Regions from separate parts of the Mus musculus genome. Here regions 1, 2, 4 and 5 are each linked to region 3. A link is a contact called in public Hi-C and promoter capture Hi-C data. All regions are on one chromosome and are shown on one strand. The core of a region is the stretch at or near the end of the contact, and the rest is flanking DNA. Distances in the headings are between cores, read along the strand shown. Region 1 holds the start of Zfp316 (zinc finger protein 316). Region 2 holds the start of Rbak (RB-associated KRAB zinc finger). Region 3 holds the start of Wipi2 (WD repeat domain, phosphoinositide interacting 2). Region 4 holds the start of Zfp12 (zinc finger protein 12). Region 5 holds the start of 0610040B10Rik (RIKEN cDNA 0610040B10 gene).

What was found. Promoter capture Hi-C pulls out the DNA fragments that hold promoters and counts their contacts. A called contact is a pair of places that touch in the nucleus more often than the background predicts. Capture Hi-C pulls out chosen DNA fragments and counts their contacts.
Region 1: a contact with region 3 is called in a promoter capture Hi-C map of liver, with 2.4 times the contacts expected there. The contact joins the promoter of Zfp316 here to the promoter of Wipi2 in region 3. A contact is called at or near these places in 4 of 39 promoter capture datasets (embryonic stem cells, liver, pre-B cells and 1 more) and 2 of 9 other capture datasets (adipose tissue and liver).
Region 2: a promoter capture Hi-C map of liver shows a contact between it and region 3, with 2.4 times the contacts expected there. The contact joins the promoter of Rbak here to the promoter of Wipi2 in region 3. A contact is called at or near these places in 4 of 39 promoter capture datasets (liver, maxillary cranial neural crest and pre-B cells), 3 of 484 Hi-C or Micro-C datasets (CD4 T cells, CD8 T cells and embryonic stem cells), 2 of 115 datasets of contacts at active chromatin or transcription factors (bone marrow-derived macrophages and large pre-B cells) and 2 of 9 other capture datasets (adipose tissue and liver).
Region 4: a Hi-C map of pro-B cells shows a contact between it and region 3, with 5 times the contacts expected there. The contact joins the promoter of Zfp12 here to the promoter of Wipi2 in region 3. A contact is called at or near these places in 1 of 39 promoter capture datasets (liver), 4 of 484 Hi-C or Micro-C datasets (B cells, CD4 T cells, muscle stem cells and 1 more) and 2 of 9 other capture datasets (adipose tissue and liver).
Region 5: a Hi-C map of regulatory T cells shows a contact between it and region 3, with 2.9 times the contacts expected there. The contact joins the promoter of 0610040B10Rik here to the promoter of Wipi2 in region 3. A contact is called at or near these places in 3 of 484 Hi-C or Micro-C datasets (CD4 T cells and regulatory T cells) and 1 of 9 other capture datasets (adipose tissue).

What each region holds. Positions count from the first base shown.
Region 1 is chr5:143,268,763-143,271,462 of GRCm38.p6, forward strand. It overlaps Zfp316 (zinc finger protein 316), which reads right to left and starts at 1,260. Exons shown (of 7, transcript NM_017467.3): 1 at 1,089-1,260.
Region 2 is chr5:143,179,397-143,182,096 of GRCm38.p6, forward strand. Rbak (RB-associated KRAB zinc finger) reads right to left here and starts at 1,379. Exons shown (of 5, transcript NM_001045482.2): 1 at 1,153-1,379; 2 at 90-146. The coding sequence starts at 104. Spdye4b (speedy/RINGO cell cycle regulator family, member E4B) reads left to right here and starts at 1,621. Exons shown (of 8, transcript NM_001384193.1): 1 at 1,621-2,242. The coding sequence starts at 2,225.
Region 3 is chr5:142,628,212-142,630,911 of GRCm38.p6, forward strand. Wipi2 (WD repeat domain, phosphoinositide interacting 2) reads left to right here and starts at 1,373. Exons shown (of 12, transcript NM_178398.4): 1 at 1,373-1,621. The coding sequence starts at 1,548.
Region 4 is chr5:143,233,846-143,236,545 of GRCm38.p6, forward strand. It overlaps Zfp12 (zinc finger protein 12), which reads left to right and starts at 1,318. Exons shown (of 5, transcript NM_001289589.1): 1 at 1,318-1,534; 2 at 2,409-2,471. The coding sequence starts at 2,457. 4930448H16Rik (RIKEN cDNA 4930448H16 gene) reads left to right here. Exons shown (of 5, transcript NR_040700.1): 5 at 665-903. Gm38735 (a long non-coding RNA gene) reads right to left here and starts at 685. Exons shown (of 3, transcript XR_868668.3): 1 at 289-685.
Region 5 is chr5:143,328,038-143,330,737 of GRCm38.p6, forward strand. 0610040B10Rik (RIKEN cDNA 0610040B10 gene) reads left to right here and starts at 1,271. Exons shown (of 2, transcript NR_027874.1): 1 at 1,271-1,316. It overlaps Zdhhc4 (zinc finger, DHHC domain containing 4), which reads right to left and starts at 1,201. Exons shown (of 8, transcript NM_028379.5): 1 at 1,129-1,201; 2 at 354-533.

The DNA of each region.
Region 1 (2,700 bases), core at 10-2,509, 640 kb after region 3:
TCCATAGAAAGGAGTGTGCAGAGACACAATCGTAAAGGTTAAAAGTTAGGAACTCCAGAAAAGTCCCAAATCCAGGGGATCCACGTAAAGGATGTTTGCGTGGGGTCACGCTCGCGCATGCGCACTTGTGGCTAGTTACCTTCATTCCCGTTCACTAGCCCCACTGACTTAAGACCCTTTTTTGTCCAGAATGTCTTTCCCTGTTCACTACACTCCTCACCATCTGCCCAGTTTCCGGAGCCCCTATTCTCCAGGGTTGCTCCCTGGAGGTCATCCACGACCCCCCAGAGCAGGCTCCTCAACCAGGCCAGCTAGCCCCCTGGCCCAGCCAGTAGCGACAGAACCAAAACAAAATGCCAATGCCACCCACCCAGGCTGAGCAGGTGGGCTGATCCTCGCTGATACCTGCACCTCCTCCCTCCCTTCTTGTGTCCACATAATGCACCCTAGATTCTGCCAACGCGTTCCACCACCCATCTCGGGGGCAACAGATTTAGCAGAGAGAGAGAGCAGTCCAGCCAGCCTCCATTTACAGATGAAGCAGGCTAGGCCACGGCCCCTCAATGTCACAAAGCTGGCTGTAGGGCTCCAGGACAAGGTCTTTCCCTTTTCTTCCTCTCTCTGGGGGATGGGGGGAGGGTACCTAGCTTCCACTTCGCGCTAGGGCGGGAGTAATGACAGCCCTCCTTGGAAGGTGTCTCTCTAGGGGGCGGGGGCGGCTCCGGCCCAGCTCCCGCCCCTAAGCTGGAGAAGGCGGCGCTAGCACCCTGCAAAGGTGCAGTGCACGACGTCCCCGGCCCGCCCCCTCCCACGCTGGAGTCTGTACCCCTCTAGGGTGTTAAGCCATCCCTGACGTGCCGCGCAGGCCCAGGTCGGTATTGGGGGGATCTAGGGGCCTGGAAGATCTAGCTCGTGCAGCTGCAACTCCGACCCCACCAAGGACGGGCCCTGCAGTCCCGCGATCTCCCCACGGACACCGGAGGCCTCCAGCTCTCGAGCATCCATGACGGCCAGCCTTGCCGCCGCCACCGCCCCCAGCGCGCGCGTCCCGCCCGCGCGCACCTGCCGCATCCGCGCGCCCCACTCACCGCGCGCGCGCCCGGGCCCGGCCAAGCCGGAGCGAGACACGGACTCGTGGGGGGTGGGGGGCTGTGACCACCGGGGACTCCCCCCCGCACTACACAAAGTGACGGCCGCGAGCTGCGCGACGGCGGAGGAGGCGGCGGCGCGTGGGCACCGGAAGTGCCGCCCGCCGGCCCCGCCTTGTCCGCGCCCACGAGGGGGGCACTTCCGGTCATGGGGCGTCCCGGAGCTCTGGATGTAGACAGGGTGCTGCTGCGTCGCACCCCCATATGCATGGAGGATGGTTATAGCTACCCACAATGAGCACCCCCTGCTTATTACCTGCTCCTCTATGTTTCAAGGGACCCCTGCCCACGACGTCCAGCCCCAGCGAGCATCTCTTCTCGCCAGACGACAGCCTAAGTCTACCTTTGCCCGTGCCAGGACGTGTCGGGAGCCCGTCCTCCTGTCCACCGGACCCTCCCTGGATCTCCTGATGGTGGAGAAGGGTAGTGACCCCCAATGGGTATTCAGGCAGCGCTTGTCTGACCCTGACATGGGCAAGGGTGTGGCTGGGAGATTGATCCATTCTGGCTTTACTTGTGTGTGCAGGGTGTGGCAGACAGAGGGGCAGCCTATTCAAGGCGTGAGGGGGGTACTGTGGACTATAACAGTCAAATGCATGAAAGACTGGAGATTGAGGCCAGACTGGATTTATGTTCTTCAACTCCCTAATCTGTCATCCCCAGGCCTGGCAAGAATATTGGGAAATAGCCTTGCATGGCTTTAGACAGGTCGAACCTTGACAGTCCATTGATATATTCACGACTACTCAGGGCAGTGCTCTGTAGCTCCAAAGAGCCATCCATATTATGAAGTCCCTGGACCCCAAGCCTGCTGGCCACCTATGCCTGGAGTAAATGCCCTAGGTACCTATAGAGACCAACCCTGGACATGACCCTGGGGAGACCAGAGTTCTAGCCTCTGCCCTCTCTCCCCTCTTCCTTGGCCTCCCCTCCCTTATATTGAAAAGTCTTTGTGACACTCTTGTGCTTTTCTTGGTAGACCATGTAGACTGGATGCTTTAGGAGTCATAGCCTTTCTCATCTTAGGCGAGCCCTAACCCCTAACTGTGGGTTCTCTAGGGACCAGAAACACTCTTCTTTCCTGCCTACACACATTTAGGCACACATAGAAGGAAGCTGCTTGTCTCTCGGTTTTACTAGGATGTGTGTTCACATGTGTGCACATGAGCTATCTCCGTGATGACATTCTTACGCACCCTGGGTTTTCACACAGATGGGTTACCTACCAAATCACCTGCCTCTCTGCAGGATCCCTGGCAGGCTAGAAACCCAGGGAAGGGAAGGGGAGCCAACCTTTCCCTCTGGGAAACCCGAAGGAGGTGATGAATGTGTGTACCTGCCATGTTCCATGCATGTGCGTGTTCCTGCCATGTTCCATGCATACATGCATTCCTGCCATGTTCCACGCATGCACGTGTTCCTGCCCTGTTCCATGCATGCATGTGTTCCTGCCATGTTCCATGCATGCATGTGTTCCTGCCATGTTCCATGAATGCACGTGTTCCTGCCATGTTCCATGCATGCACGTGTTCCTGCCATGTTCCATGCATGC
Region 2 (2,700 bases), core at 129-2,628, 550 kb after region 3:
ACCATTCAAGAACAGACCTTTGAGTAAGTCTTCCAAAATACATTACAAAGGAGTCAGAAAAAAAAAAATTACAAACGGGAAAAACTTACCTTTGATCTGCTCATGTTCTGCTCCTCTTGGGGGAACTGTAGACACTGCTGACTGACCTGCTGGAGGAAAAGCTCGCTGAAATCGGAGATTAACTGGTCTACACAGGGACATGTCTCTCGCCTGGGAACCACCAAGTGAAATCGCAGCTTATACACACTGCAGAGGTGATAGGAAGGAAATCACAAACCTAACTCCAACAGGTGGAATGGGGGGTGGGAGGCGAGGGGGGGCGGGTACAGTTCTATGATGAACACTACGCTGCCTTCTTTTTATCCACGGGCATTTGGTGTAAAGGTGGGGGAAACAAGGGTACTTATTTTATTTCCTATTCAAACTGTTGCAAAATATGTCACAGTGAATGAGGATTCTGGGCACTATATATATATATATCTGGGATCCATGTTCCATGAGGTGACATACATGCAATCCCAACTCTCTGGAGGCGGAGACGGGAGGATCACCCACTACCAGAACAATATGTGCCACAAGGAATCCACGCCTCAAAAAAACTAAAACACAAAAAGGAAAAATGGTCCAGATGGATAGACGTCCGACAAACAGGGATAAAGCGTGGTTTGTTTTCAAACTATCCAACTAAACTTGGTTACTGCTGCATATCTTAAAAAGGGACTAAGGGAAGAAACTAGAAAACAATGGCACTCATTTCAACACAACCTTGATTAAGTCTCACACCTGTCGCAGACTCAGTCTTCCTTCACGAGCAGAAAGAAGTAAAAGCAGATTTTGAGCACTAGACCATTACGATGCCTCAAGGGCAGACTCGGGGGGGGGGGGGACCACAGACAGAGCAAGAGAGCTGATGGACGCTGAGTGACACCGTGGGAATCTGGAGCCCTTGAGTTCTTCAGTGCCTGCACTCTGTCCTCGGGACTGACCGTGCAGCCCAAAGCGATGCAGCTGTCCCGCTGTCAGCCCGACCACCTCGACCCTCCCAGGCGCCGCAAGCTGGGGACAGCGGGGTGCCCGGGTGAACTGACTGGGCACCATCTGTGCCCAGCATCCCTCCCGCAGCCCCGATCGCTCTGCGCCCTCGGGCCTCACCGAGCAGGCGTCTCCGCTGCCCCTGTCAGCCTCCGCGCCGAGCTCTCGCTAGGCCTCCCTAGCCCGCACAGCCGAGTCTGTTCGCTGCCGCCCCGGAAGCTCCGGCCTCGGCCCTGCAGGCTCGGCAACTCCAGCTTAGCGAACGCAAAGGCTGCGGGAGGGAAGGTAGCCTCGACACACCAGACCTGCAGGAAGTCACCACGGCGCAGTGGCCCAGCGCAAGCGCGGGCACGCGCACAGGCCGCGACGCGCATGTGCAGCATCTTCCCGGAAGTCCGAGTTCCAAGGCTCTCCTTTCTCCCCAAGAATTGCACAGAAACTCTGTGTCCCAGACGCCTTCGCGCGCCACTGCATCTAGGGATCCTCGCGCAAGAACTTACCTCCTCCCAGCAGTTTGGGGGAGGTGCTCTGAGAGCAATGGCTGCCTCCAGCCATGCTCTTACCTTCTTGTTTGTCCTCACTCCCTTTGAGCCTGGAGAAACGGCCTGCTGCGTGAAGTCCCAAGTCTTGTCCCTGGCTCAGGACTCCTAAAATAAGAGGAAGATTGTGTTAGAAGGAAAGAAAACTGAGTGTCATTCTCGATTAACCAAACTTCCTTGAAGTACTAGGTACAAGAAATAACCAGCTGTGCTTTACAAAGAAGGAGGCACAAACACTAATGGTGGGTTTCTAGAACATACGTCTAATGCCCAGAAACTCTAAAAAACAGAACCAGAAAGAGAACACAGAAAGAAGAAAACACCTACCTGCAATGTGATCTCTGAAAGGTGATATTTAGGGCCGGGCGACAATGACAGTTTTCAACGATGGTTACATTATGATGAACGGCTCCTCGATTTCTTATTGAATTAATGCAACGACGTTCTTGGCCTAGTTCTTCATAAAGACGTTGGCGTCAAAATTAATAACAAAGCCTGTCAATAGAAAAAGTTCTCTGCGCCGATGCAGAGAGTAACGTTTTCATCCCAGAAGCACCAAGCGCCTTGGAGCGCCAACCCTAGGTAATAAACTGCTGAGCAACCAGCAGGAGACAGAAGCATCACGAATCCCTCTCAGATGCTGCAGGGCACACATGGTCTCAGGAGAAAGGGTGAGCCCTCCTCCTCGGAAGGCCTGCACTGCCATGGGGCACCTTCTCCCAGGTTCTCACCTCACCTGGTCACTGAGGTGCCCACCTGAGCTGGCTCCTATCTCTTAAACCAAAAGCTTCCCTTCCCCGTGGCAAGCAGGGGTTACGTCTCTGAATGAGGGGCCTGGGCTAAACTCCCCAGGTGACAGGGAGATAGGAACACTCTTTTCTCCAGGTTTACATTGCACAGATGGGACTCAGGCCTTTCAGAAAAGGAATTCCTTGCTTGCAGTGAGGACATTCAAGCTCATATAATTTTTGTATTGAGAGAAGATTTCGGTTTGTACACACATACGGAACAAGGGTTGCCAGTCAACAGACTGAGATCCTTCTGCTCTGCACAGATAGGAGAAGCTCAACCTGTGTGGGCCATCCTAGGTCTACTGGCTGGACCAGCAGGCCTACAGGCTTTCAGCTCC
Region 3 (2,700 bases), core at 123-2,622:
CCAGGCAAGATGTATGTATAAGAGAGATGGGCATGAAGCCTCACACCTAGCTAAGCTGTTGTTAACTGGTAGCTGCTGGGAACGGGGAATCAATTTCCTTCAAGGGTATGTATGATCTCCGATAGGTCTTCCAGTGGAAGACCATATCCAAAACTATATAGGCAACACAAAATGGAATTGGTGGGTTTAAAAAAGAAAGACTGAAAAAAAAAAAGACATAAAGTTGGGTGGGTAGGGAAGAAGAGTGGATCTGGGTGGTGGTGAGGTTGAATATGATCAAAATGCTTTGCATGAAATTCTTAAAGAATTCATTAAAAAAAAAAAAAAGAAAAGCTGGGAATCGTAGCACATTTAATTCCAGCACCAGAGGGCAGAGGACGGAGGGCAGATGGCCGAGGGCAGTATATTTCTATGCATTGAAGATTAAGATGGTGAGTTCCAGAAGAGCCAAGGTCTCCAAAGGCTAAAGCAAACCATTTTAAAGGCTACTTTAAACAAGCGTGGTGGTGCAGCTCCATAATCTTTTAAGAGGTAAAGGCAGGAAGACCGGGAATTCAAGGTCAACCTCAGCTACAGAGTCCAAAGCTAGCCTAAGATAGATGAGCCCCGATCCAAAGACAACAAACAAAACAAAAACACGAAACAGGAAGGGTGGGAAAGTGTGCGCCATCTTTTCCTCAACAACTTTGCCATCTTTGCCCCTCTGGCTGTACTAACAAAGTTCGACTTTGCTCCCCGCTTAACTGTCCTCAAGGACAGCACACTGCTCTTGGGAACTACCAGCCTCTTGCCTAGAGGTTCAGTTCTAACAGCACAGAACAAGTCTCTCTCTTCTCCAGGACCTTCGCCACCAGAACATTTCTATCTCCTTGAAGGGAAGAAGAGAAAGGAAAGAAGGGAAGCAGCGGGAAGGAGAGAAAGGTGCTTCCCATAGACTGTTGCACGGACCAATACATTTAAAGTAGAATCCTGTCCCAAGGACCGTGACCGCACGCGCCTTTCCAGTCTCAGACCCAACATTTGGCAAATCGTTTGCAGTTCTGCGCCTCGCTTTTCAAATCTGCAAAACGGACGTGCGACATTCTCTTCGAGCAACGCGGTGCGCCAAAGTTCCTAGAACAATGATCAACGACTCAGGACCAACGAGGTAACTCGCCGTTCTCAGACAGCAAGCCCCCGCCCACTCTCCGCCACGCGCAGGCGCACCCACCAGCGCACCTTTATGCATGCGCAGTCGACCGGAAACACCCGCGGATGCCTGCGGCGAAGAGGCGGGGCCTACGCAGCGGGCCTGCGCGGAACGCCGCCGTGCGACGCGAGGGTGGGCGGGACCGCGCAAGCGCGCAGCCCGTCCCGGCTCTGGAGCATAAACAAGAGTGGGGACGGGATGAGGCGGCAGTTGGTCCCCGCGCAGCGAGAGGCGGCGAGCGGGGCGACCTGCCGGACCGGACGTCGATCCTGAGTGTAGCGTGCTCCCGCGGGCCGCCCGAGTCGAGCTGCGCGCGCTCCCGCCAAGGGGGGTCCGAGGCCGTCGCGCGCTCGCAGCCATGAACCTGGCGAGCCAGAGCGGAGAGGCCGGCGCCGGCCAGCTGCTGTTCGCCAACTTCAACCAGGATAACACGTAAGGCCGGGCGCGGACGCGGGGCCGGGGCAGAGACCAGGGCTGGTCAGGTTGAGGGGTATGGGCGGGGGGCGTGCTGAGCCCGCGCGGCCGCTCGAGCGCTGCTGCCTCCTGGGCCGGGGGAGGTGATGGAACTCGGGGTGCCCCCATCCACCTGTCCTGAGACCTGGCCTTTCGCAAAGTTAGGAAGGAACTGTGCACGCCGGTTTGCGCCTGTCACCCGGACTCGGTTTTGCGGCCATCCTGGGCATCGCCCGCCTCCCCCTTTCTATACATCTGTATCCTCACTGCTTCTGTCGCTTTTCATGGCTTTTCTTTTTCTGTTTGCTTATTTCTTCTCTGCCGACCTTTCTGGCAAGTAACTTTGGTCTCCTCCAAAAAAGGACCAAACGGCAGTAGTAATCCAGGCCTTCGATCTGAGACTTTATCCTCAAGGGGTCTGGGAGCTTCAAAAGGGGGTGAGGTGGGCTATTCCTGGGGTAAAAAAGAACCTTCGTACCGGTCCACTGTTTTACCGGACTGAACTCCTGTAGTTCCCCATCTGGTTCTTCAAGGCTGCCTCGTTGGCATACCTGGAAGGTAGGTAATAGATGAGGTTTCTGATGAAGGATGGATGAGTTATGGGACTGGAAGGGAGAAGAGCCATCTTGGGAAGTGAGTAAGAGGAAGTGATGTAAGAGGAGGAGGAATGGGTCACTTGGCATCACACTAAGTAGTTGGTCGCTACTGGCACAATAGCATTAGCAAGGCAGGGACTGAGGCTTTTGTTTTTCCTCACTTAAAAGTTAGATTGGAGAATGGCAAGTACCTGTGTGGAGGGAGGTGCAACAGGTGCTCAGTTGGACCTTTAGACGAGCTCAAGAAGGAGGTGCTGTCCTGAAATTGGGACCAGCCACAAATGAGACTGTGAAGTTCAGAAAGGGCTAGAGTCTGTCAGGATCTTAAAGTTGGCTAATAGTGGGATGGGGCAGGCTTGGGTTCTCATCCCCTGAGGTTGCTCTCCTGGTGTTCTTTCCGTTGTAACACACTGGGTCTTTTCTACATTAGAACAGAATGCTAAAGACACTGAGTCCAGAAGT
Region 4 (2,700 bases), core at 68-2,567, 610 kb after region 3:
TTCCTATCTCCCTGTCACCTGGGGAGTTTAGCCCAGGCCCCTCATTCAGAGACGTAACCCCTGCTTGCCATGGGGAAGGGAAGCTTTTGGTTTAAGAGATAGGAGCCAGCTCAGGTGGGCACCTCAGTTACCAGGTGAGGTGAGAACCTGGGAGAAGGTGCCCCATGGCAGTGCAGGCCTTCCGAGGAGGAGGGCTCACCCTTTCTCCTGAGACCATGTGTGCCCTGCAGCATCTGAGAGGGATTCGTGATGCTTCTGTCTCCTGCTGGTTGCTCAGCAGTTTATTACCTAGGGTTGGCGCTCCAAGGTGCTTGGTGCTTCTGGGAAGAAAACGTTACTCTCTGCATTGGTGCAGAGAACTTTCTGTTTTGGTAGACTTTGTTATTAGTTTTGATGCCAACGTCTTTATGAAGAATTAGACCAAGACCACTGCTGCATTAGTTCTGTAAGAAGTCGATGGAATGTTCATTGTATTGTACCATCTCTGAAAACTGTCATTGTCGCCCGGCCCCAAATGTCACCTTTCAGAGGTCAATTAACAGAGAGCTATTTTCCTTCTTTCTGTGAGTTCTTTCTGGTTCTCTTTTTAGTTTCTGTGCATTAGATGTGTGATATAGAAACCCATCATTTGTGTTTTCTCTTCCTTCCTTTTTTGCATCTGCAGCTTCTGTTGTGTCTCCATCAACTTTGGAAGCAGATAGGACAAGAGCACTTTTGCATTATTCAGGAGGGCCGGTGAAATCTGAGAGGAATTGACTGACCATAGGGTTCCACGTTTGAGCATTGTTGCCGGACTGCAAACATCAAGTTGGAGAAGTCATTTGACAAACACGTTTTTTCTCCCTTTCTATGTGTGCCTTCTGGTGCTTTTAGAACTTTTATGCATTTGTTGTATGATCTGGCAAAGCCACTGTTTTTGTCTTCTTTCTTTTAAAAGAGGTGGTAGACACTTCTTATACTTAAATGTTTGATGGAAACTTCTAGCACTTCAGTTAAACAGAGCGTGACACATTTTTTTTCCTCTCTCTTTCATCTGTTAGAATCTGCCTTTTATCTAAAAGCACCAAGCTGGGAGAGGTCTGGGTAAATGGATATAACCCCTCAAGCCATTCCTGGAGGTTCAAAGTGAGGAAAATCACGAAGGTTACTGTTGCTCTCAGCTCGGTACCCACAAGCTGCTGAAACGAGGAGGAGACTTGTGCGACGATCCCTGGAAGCCTAAGAGTTCTGGGCGGCCCCTCCCCAAAGATGAAAGGAAGACCACAGGGACCAGCCCAGTGGCACGCATGCTGCGCGTGCGCACTTCTGTTTGTGTGCATGCTCGCGCAAGCGCACGTCCGCTGCGCTGGCCTGGCTTCCTGCGGTCTGTGTCTCTACGCTCGCAGCTTTGACTTGCGCGAGCTGGAGTCGCGAGCCTGCGGGCCGAGGCCGGTGCGTCCGGGTCGGCAGCAGGCGAACGCAGCTTTGCAGGCCGGGGAGGCCGAGGGCCGGGCTGACGGGGGCAGCGAGACCCGGGCCCGGCGCGGCCTCCTAGGTGAGGCCTGAGGGTGCAGATCGCGGCCGTGAGAGGGAGGCTGGGTCCGTCTGATGGCTTGCAGGGGGGCCTGAGACCGCTTGCCGAGGCCTGAGCGATCAGCGCCTGCGCGATGCCTCGGCCCCCTCCTGTCCTCAGCGTGCGGGATCCGGGACGGTAGCAGTGGTCGTGTTGATGGCTTTGGGCTGTCTAGATGGCCCGAGGATGAGGCGTGTGGGCATAGGAGCGGTCAGTTCAGTGACCTGAGCTGTAGAGGCGCTGTCCAAACTCCTACCTCACTTGACATCCCTGCCTCCCAGGGCTTCTAAGTCTCATGATGTTACTGGGCGCCATCGGCACCCTTGCTGTGCCTGTTAGTTTTCCCGATCCTCTCCCTGCAGCATCCTGTGGTCTAGTTCAGGAAAAGTTTGTGTTTGCGTCTGTTCATAGGGGAAGACTGTGGGTCTGCGATAGTGGTGACATAACCGAGGTCACGCAGAGGGTTTGTTAGTGGGAGTGCTAAGTCCCGGGCCGACGGCGTTCCTTTTGTCATATTAAAGTCGTGGTCACAGTATCACGTAATTGTATATAAATACAGTTCCCACCAGGTTAACTTTTGTTTTCAGAGCAGCTTGTGAGTATTCTTTTGTATCCCTTAGTAAATGGCAGTTATTTAACTAGCATTTCTTGTTCATTTCTTGTTAATTCACCTCGTCAGCTGCACTCATTCATTCCCCCCAAGTCCCAACGCACAGTTGCAATTCTCCAGTCCTTTCTGACAGCCAGTGAGACCACCATCCCTCCGGTTTTCTTCTGGGAATGTTCCAGGAGGTTTGTGTGCAGGATTCCCCTCTTTCCACGCCCACTCATAATGACGTTGTTTTTCCTTCCCCAGACCCGGCTGCATTAGTCCTTCTACAGACTTTTCCTACTGCAGCGGAAGATGAATACATCCTTAGTAAGTCTGGCTTTGTTTCCGTTGTCTAGTTTGGTTTACTACACTCGAAGAGGCAAAGGAGAGATCAGACTTTAAAGGGGAAAATAGATAAAACAGAAAGAGATAAAAGAACCAGACAAAACAGTAGTGGACAGTAGTAAGCATTGGTTGAGTGCATATCTGTAGGTGGCATAGCCCCTACCAAGTCCTCAGGATGCTGTAGTTGACACCTTGACTATATTTAGAGATG
Region 5 (2,700 bases), core at 21-2,520, 700 kb after region 3:
TTCCAGAAGTGCACCACCACACCCAGCAATACACCCTTTTACATCTTTAAATATTCACATGGATACTGATAAAGTCCTGCAAAAGAACCTGCGCCGACCTCATCAGAATGAGCAACTCCTAGAGGTAGTCAGGGTCCCACACCCAAACTTGGGCATATTTAACAGGTCAGTGGTCATGATGTCACCCATCACCCTCCAGACCAGAATGATGAAATATAAAAAGCCCGTGTTAAGAAACTGGGAACACTGACATTGGCTTTACGAGGCAGGATTCTGGACCAAAATTCCAACGCAGAGAATCAAAACAGAAACTATTAACAAAAAGGAAACAAACAAAAAAATGCCATTCTCACAAGGTAACAGGGCTCCGGTCTACATATTTCTCTAGGTCGGACACTTCCAGCGGCACCTTTTGCGTTCATTTCCCTTTGCCACATCCAAGGAGAATTCAGATAGCAGCTCCGCTTGGGCAGCGCCGTGAATTTGGCACGCGCAAAACTGGCGACATGGTTGTTCCAGGAGGCTGGAACCGGCTGCGGAGACAATCAAACGCAACACTTACATACTGCTGAATAAGTCTCCATGGCAGAGTGCACTGTGAAAGGCATTCAGAAGTAGAGGATGCTGTACCGCTGCTGACCTGGGAAGAAAACTTCAAAGTCCACTAGTTTGGGGGTCTATCATCCCTCTAGCTGTCACTGTCACTGTCACTACGCCTATCACTGAGGCGCCCACACCGGGGTCCAGACGCATGGTGAGGTTGTCCACATGGGGTAGGGCCCCAGTCGTTTCCCTTTGCTGGACACTTTCCGGGTACATTATTCAAGGCCCTTGCATGCTTGAGGTCACAGAATCTGCAGCTGCGGGGAACCAGGGAAGGGCAGTGGTGAATGGAGCCCATCCCACAACCAGATCCCGGACGCATCAGGCTCAGAGGAGACAAGGGAGGCTCGGAAGCAGGCTGGGAGACGGCAACTACGTCCGGAGCCCGGACAACGACTGGAAGAGGAGGGGACACAGCGAGCGGGATGCAGGGGGCTCGGAGAGGACTGTGCTCTCACTCAAACACGGGGTCCCGACGGCCGCCGCCCAGCCGGGGTGTCACAGAGCCTTCCGGAGCCGCCTTACCCCAAACCGGGCCAACCGTCCGCCGCTGCCGGCGGACCCCAGCGGAGCGCTCCCCAAGACTTCCGGCGCGTCCATGGCGTCATCAGTGCCCGCGACGGAGGCGACTTCCGACGGAAAAAGTAGCGGGAGGCCGGAAATTATTGTCTTTGGCCTCTGGTTCTGCGAGCCGATTGTGTTTTCGTACCGTCGTAGGTTTTCTTTCTCTTTTCTTTTTCTCTTAACGTTTGTCTTTCTCCCTCCCTCGTCCTCTGCTCTCTCTTCCTTCGCACTTTTATTATTACTTGACAATTTACTGCCTATGTACGAGTCCTTCGTTCTCCCAACCCCGTCCCATTTTCGTGGCCTTGATTTGATTCTTGTGGGTGTGTTTGCTTGTTGTGATCCGCTGAGTGTAATTCTGATTTCTTGTATGTGCGTAGATTTAAAAAGCTATTTTCTTTTTCTTCTTTAAAAAAAAAAAAAGATTTGTTTTATTTATTTTATGTGAGTCCAATGTCGCTGTCTCCAGACACACCAGAAGAGGGCATCAAATCCCATTACAGATGGTTGTGAGCCACCATATGGTTGGGGGGATTTGAACTCAGGACCTCTGGAAGAGCAGTCAGTGCTCTTAACCGCTGAGCCATCTCTCCAGCCCTAGCTATTTTCTTTTTAAGAATTTCTTTCCAAAATATGATCTCAGCTAGGCATAGTGGCCCATGACTTTATTCACCGCCCTAAGGAAACAGAGGCAGGTCTCTCTGAGTCAGAGGTCAGCCTTGTTTACATGAGTTCCGGGACAGGCAGGGCTACATAGCTAGACCTTTTCTAAAACAAAACAAAACAAATGAGCAAACAAAATTAAAGTCCCACCAAATTATACCAGGCTGGCCTTGGGCTTTTGAACCTCCTGTCTCAGCCTAACTTTGGTTGGGATGGCAGGCACACCTAACACAGGAACTGGAATTTTCGAGCACTTTTGACAGAATATGAAGGCTGTCTTGGGTCGGTGCAGGAGAACTGCTGGACTGTGCCGAGCCTTTGCATGTCCTGGCGGGAACTCAGCAGTAACCCTTGACCACCCAGCAGGTACCTAGACAGGGACACCTGTGTCTTCCTGGCAGACACACCACTGGGCCCTGTCCCAACAGTCCCAGCATGTTCCACTGCAGGGGTCACAGTATGTCCCCCTGTGAGTCAGGTTCTGCTGACCGCATGCCCCTACTCCTGCCATCTCTGTGCACAGCTTTAACGTCCTCCCTGTGGGGAGCAGTGACTAGTGTTTTATCCCTGAGGATAAAAAGGCTGTTTTGATAATGGGCAGGCTTGGCTTGAGAGGAGCTGCTGCTAAACATAGCACTGAGAAGGTTCCTGGAGGGGATGGGGGTGCTGCTTTGTCTGAGTGCCCCCCAGGTCCTCCGAGAACTATTCTTGACGCCTCTGAAAAACAGGTTCCCTTTGAGGAAAAAAATGTCTGATCTCTAAGCATTAGCCTCAAAGCTCCCCTCTCCTGTTTGCTTTGCTTCCTACCCCAGCTTCTCATTTCTTTTTCCTTTTAGAAAAAAAAAAAAAAGAAAAGAAAGAAAACAACTA